Regions from separate parts of the Sus scrofa genome. Here region 1 is linked to region 2. The links are chromatin contacts, called in public HiChIP or PLAC-seq maps. All regions are on one chromosome and are shown on one strand. The core of a region is the stretch at or near the end of the contact, and the rest is flanking DNA. Distances in the headings are between cores, read along the strand shown.

Region 1 (2,810 bases), core at 222-2,721, 120 kb after region 2:
TTGGCATTGCCATGACTTGTGGGGTAGGTTGCAGATCCAGCTTGGATATGGCGTTGCTGTGGCTTGTGGTGTAGGCTGGCAGCTGCAGCTCTGATTAGACCCCAGCCTAGGAACTTCCATATGCCACGGGTGTGTCCTAAAGAAGAAAAACAAAGCCACTTCAGTGACAACGCTGGACCTAATGCACCACAAGGGAACTCCCAGGTGACATTACTTTTAATAATATATTTTATTTAATGTAATTTATCAAAAATAGTATCACTTCAACGTGAAATCAGTATGAAAACCATGAAAACTTACTAATGAAATATTTTAGCTCCTATTAACTGAGATCTGGTGTGTGTTTTGTAATTACACCATATCTCATTTCAGGTGCTCACTAGCAGGGGCTAGCATATTGGGCAGTGCAGGTATGGGTTATAAACTTTTTCTTTTCTGTCAGAGATAATTGCATGTGGACTCAGCAAGTAATTGGCTTTAACAATGATTGACTCTCAGATTAGGGTTTGAGTGTTTCAGAATGGTTTTCTGTGGTTGAGATACAGAGTTTTTTGTTTGTAAATGCAAGTACATTTTTATACCTTTTCTTCTTCTTCTTTTTTTTTTTTTTTTTTTTTTGTCTCTTTGCCATTTCTTGGGCCGCTCCCGCAGCATATGGAGGTTCCCAGGCTAGGGGTCAAATCAGAGTTTTAGCCACCAGCCTATGCCAGAGCCACAGCAACGCAGGATCTGAGCCGCGTCTGCAACCTACACCACAGCTCACGGCAACGCCGGATCGTTAACCCACTGAGCAAGGGAAGGGACCAAACCCGCAACCTCATGGTTCCTAGTCGGATTCGTTAACCACTGTGCCACGATGGGAACTCCTATACCTTTTCTTTATACAGGTAATCTCATTGTTGAAAATGGGCAAGTCTGGATAAGATTCTGTAGATTGCATTTCCCCCTTAATCTGAAGATAATAAGTGTTAAACTTTTGTTGAATTTTCTCTTTGTAAATGTTTCATTTTAAATCGGAAAGAAAACGGATTCCTTTTTTGTCTTAATTCCTCTTCACATTCAGACATCGATCAAGAACTATTGACATCTTTTTTGCCTCTTAGCTTAAATGTATTCAGTTAGAGTCCCAGGCTGTATCCTGCTATAGGGTCTTTTTGAGTGGTACTCTGGACACAGTTATCTGAATGGTGCTTCCTAGTTTGGGTTAACAGTAGGAACTCTGATGGCTTTTATGTATCATTGCTAAGCCAGTATAGTTGCTTTGTGTTTTTCCTGCTTGTAGTCTTTTACACACACACAGCTTTTTTTGTTATTGAGATATAATTCACATACCAGAAAATCTACCCTTTTGAAGTATACGGTTTGATAGTTTTTAGTATATTTATGAAGTTTTTGCGCCTGTCACTACTATTTAATGCTATAGCATACTCGTCACCTCAGAAAGAAACCCGATGCCCATTAGCAGTCCTTTCCCACTTCCCCTTTCCACAGTTCCCTGGGCAACCATGAATCGACTTTCTGTTTCTGTGGATTTGCCTGTTTTGGACATTTCATATAAATGGAATCATGCATATATGCCCTTTTGTGTTTGGCTTATTTCACTTAGCAAAATGTTCAAGGTTCTTCTGTCTTGTATCATGTCTCAATACTCAATTCTTTTTTATGGTTGCGTAATATTCCATTGTATAGAAGTACCTCATTTTGTTTATTTATTCTTCGGGTGATGGACAATTGGCTTGTTTCCAATTTTTAGCTATTATGACTAACCTCCCAGTTTTTGAGATTGCATTCATTCCAAGTCCATTACTTTCTTCACATCATCCCTTGTTTTTGTTCATACTTTGAGTGGCTCCCTGTTGCTTATAAAACGTAATTGAAGGTACTTAATTTGCATTAAAACTCTTACAAAGTTTACCCTCAGACTGCTTTCCTTTCTACTCTTCTTTTCCGTTGTGTTGTGCTTTAACATTTCTGAAATATGTGCTACAAATGAATGATAGATTATGTAGACAATATATACAAATTGATCAATTGTAGTTAATTTAAAAATGAACCAAATTTTAAGAATGAAGACTTCATTGATAAACCCAAGGGATAGATAGATAGGTAGATTGGAAATTTGGAGAGTTTAGAAAGGCAACTGTTAGAGCAGAATAAAGAGAAAGATTGCAGTAAAACAAATACTTTTATTCCCTTGGATTTGTCTGTACTGTCAAACAGAAACCTATTCATTTTCATAAAATGTGGAGAAAAAAATCACCTGATTTGAGTCAGCCTTTGATACATGGAACTCATTCAAATCATTCATTTTCTGGTTAACACTATTAGCAATTTATTTTTTTCTGGGGCCACAGTCTTTTTTTTTCTTAACTGGATAGAGTCAGTCTTTCTTCTTTTGACATGTCTGAAATAGTAAAAATGAAATATTTTTAATCTACTAAAAATAATTTCCAGAATGTCTTTATGTGCATGTGTGTGCATATGCACACACACACAAATATAAATGGATAGTGGTATTTTCTCCATTTTATAGAAAAGAGCATAGTATAGAGACTTTAAAAAATTATTCACAGTATATCTTGGAAATCTTTTCATAATAGTATTGAAACCTTTCTCATTTTTTTTTCTTGCCAAGGTATTTTCTCCAACGTGAAATTACTGGGTTAAAAGGTATATCCACTTGAATTTTGATTACCTATACTTAGAAAAAGAGATAAGGAAATATAAACGGGAAAAAGGAAACTTTGTATGGATTTTTTGGGCTTTTGTTTATAAGTGAAAAAATGGAAGGACAGAGCTTTTACGTAATT
Region 2 (2,700 bases), core at 92-2,591:
AGCATATGGAGGTTCCCAGGCTAGGGGTCTAATCGGAGCTGGAGCCACGGGCCTACGCCAGAGCCACAGCAACACGGGATCCAAGCCTCGTCTGCGACCCACACCACTGCTCAGGGCAACGCAGGATCCTTTACCCACTGAGTGAGGCCAGGGATCGAACCCGCAACCTCACGGTTCCCAGTCGGATTCATTAACCACTGGGCCACGACAGGAACTCCTCTACTGATGGATTTTATGTGACAGTTTACATGGGTGAATATTGGTGTGGAGAAATGGGAGTATGAGTTACAGAAAATAGAAAGGAACAAAGTAAATATCCCAGTGACTCTTTATCTTTAGAAGGAAATTAGTACCGACATTTTCTTACCCTTCTAAAGAGACACTGTTGAGTCGGCTTCTGTATTAGTCATAAAGCTTTCTGATTATAACAAACCCTAGGTTTGTTTACATTGGATGAATAAATGCTTGGTAAGGAAAACAGGTGGAGGTGATGATCCCAAAGGGGTAACTCAACACAAATGAGAAAAATGAAGGATGGGAGCTCCCACTGTGGCTCCGCGGTAACAAACCCAACTAGTATCCATGAGGACTCAGGTTCAATCCCTGGCGTCACTCAGTGGGTAAAGGATCTGGTGTTGCAGTGGCTGTGGTGTAGGCCAGCAGCTACAGCTCCAATTCCACCACTAGCCTGGAAATTGACATATGCCTTGAGTGTGGGTCTAAAAGAAGACAAACAAAAAACAAACGGACAAACAAAAAATCCAGAAGATAACTTCACCTGGATTGGATTCTTAAAGTAGAGAAATTAAATGAGAATTTAAAACCTCGTATTCCATTCTACCACTAGGTGGCCCTGCTCGATAGAGGATTTTAGTGCACTGGGCCTGCTTTAGCATTTTGAGATCTTGTTTCAACTTTATCTTTTGGGAGGATAGAAATTACCATGTTTGGGTTTTTCTCTTTTCTTTTTTTTTTTTTTTTAGGGCCACACCGTGGCATATGGAACTTCCCAGGCTAGGGGTCAAATAGGAGCTGCAGCTGCTGGCCTATATCATAGCCACAGGAGCACTGAATCGAGCCCCGTCTGTGACCTACACCACAGCTCATGGCAATGCCAGATCCTTAACCCACCGAGGGAGGCCAGGGATTGAACCTACGTCCTCATGAATACTAGTTGGGCTCGTTACTGCCCAGCCACAAAGGGAACTCCTGTTTGGGTGTTTTTGATCAGAGGATCCTTTGGTCAGGACGTGGGATGTGTTGGCAGGAAATAGGAGTGATGATTCAGCAAGTGGAAGGCTTATTCCACAGAACACTGCTGAGATTGGAGGTGGGGGCACTGAATTGTTGTCAGGGTGACTCAGAGATGACCAGCGAGCAGGGAACTTGACTGAGCCTGTAACTGAGGTATGACGTGCTGTCAGAATAAACAGAATAAACTTTCACAGCAGGATAAATAAATACTCTCCACCTTCTCTCCCTCCGTGTCAACCAAAGATTGTGTGCCTGTCACCTTAAATACGTCCAGAGTGCAGTCACTTGTCATAAGCAGTTCCTGAAGCCCAAGCATTGCAGGAACAATGATGGGGGCCCTTGTTCTGCTTCCTCCCCTAAACTGTACCCCAAAAGTCAGGCCACTACAATCTTACCTCCTCTCCAATGCAGAAATCTACATCTTATTATAGATGTCCGTCGTGGTTATCTCTGCAGGTATTTGCATGTTAAAACTCATCACTGGTTCAGAAAAGAGTCGAGCCTATTTAAATGAGAAATCAGATGTGAACAAACGGATCAAAGAAAAAAATGCTGGTGGAGCATCGTGAAGGACATGACAAAGGAATATTTTCCTTGCACTTCTACCTAAAAACGAATCACTACGTGTGTTCAGTGTAGGGCTCAGATGCCCAGCCAAACCTTATAAATATCTTATTACTGTATCTCTGACAGGCACCCTCAAAAGATGTGAAATGTCAGTGGTTTTTATATCACTGCCTCTCGTTCTTTGAAATTACTGGCAACATAGAAGAAACTTAACCTTGGAGAATTGTATGGTGGTAAAAGAGTCTTAGAAATCATATTTTTAAAATACCAAGAGGCTGGGCTTTAAAACAAGGGCTGGCCTATTTCTGCCTATAAGGCAAAAGGCCTTCACCTATTCAGAAAGTTGCTTTATGCTACGTTAGTTTTCGTGTGCATGTATGTGTCTGTTTATTAAAGGGCCACACCTGCAGCATGTGGAAGTTCCCAGGCCAGAGGTCGAATCGGAGCTACAGCTGCTGGCCTACACCACAGCCACAGCAAGAAGCGATCCAAGCTGCGTCTGCAACCTACACCACAATTCATGGCAACTCCGGATCCTTAACCACTGAGGGAGGCCAGGTATCGAACCCATGTCCTCTCAGATACTAGCTGGATTCATTACTACTGAGCCACAATGGGAACTCCAGTACAGCAAGTTTATGATGAAGCTCAATCTAGAGAAGAGTCTCTTTTTAAATTGCATGTTCATTTTCTTTTATTAATTCGTTCAAAGAAAAGAGATATTCCATAAATGAAAAGACAAGTCAGAGATTTTTAAGAACACTCAGCAGCAAGAAAGCCAGCCCCCATGAGGCTGATCTATAGAGGTGACCGATGTATCTGTCATTCAGTGCAGACATGAATTGCAAGAAAACAGCAGTTTTGTGTGAACTGTTTTGG

Evidence for each region. HiChIP or PLAC-seq counts read pairs in DNA pulled down with a chosen protein or histone mark.
Region 1: an H3K27ac HiChIP or PLAC-seq map of alveolar macrophages shows a contact between it and region 2. The contact joins two enhancer-like sites. A contact is called at or near these places in 13 of 47 Hi-C or Micro-C datasets (adipose tissue, blood, embryonic fibroblasts and 6 more) and 2 of 2 datasets of contacts at active chromatin or transcription factors (alveolar macrophages and skeletal muscle).

Annotation. Positions count from the first base shown.
Region 1 is chr8:76,501,865-76,504,674 of Sscrofa11.1, forward strand. All of the region lies in intron 1 of FBXW7 (F-box/WD repeat-containing protein 7), which reads left to right. Among named protein-coding and RNA genes, the nearest start is that of FBXW7, 21 kb to the left of the region's middle. Within about 2 kb of position 1,472, at least 1 of the 83 cell types and tissues checked has an H3K27ac peak or open chromatin away from gene starts, as enhancers often do. A contact at or near this core is called in alveolar macrophages, where this site is marked.
Region 2 is chr8:76,385,855-76,388,554 of Sscrofa11.1, forward strand. The region is part of intron 6 of TMEM154 (transmembrane protein 154); the gene reads left to right. LOC110262137 reads right to left here. Exons shown (of 7, transcript XR_002346729.1): 6 at 1,650-1,756. Among named protein-coding and RNA genes, the nearest start is that of TMEM154, 32 kb to the left of the region's middle. Within about 2 kb of position 1,342, at least 11 of the 83 cell types and tissues checked have an H3K27ac peak or open chromatin away from gene starts, as enhancers often do. A contact at or near this core is called in alveolar macrophages, where this site is marked.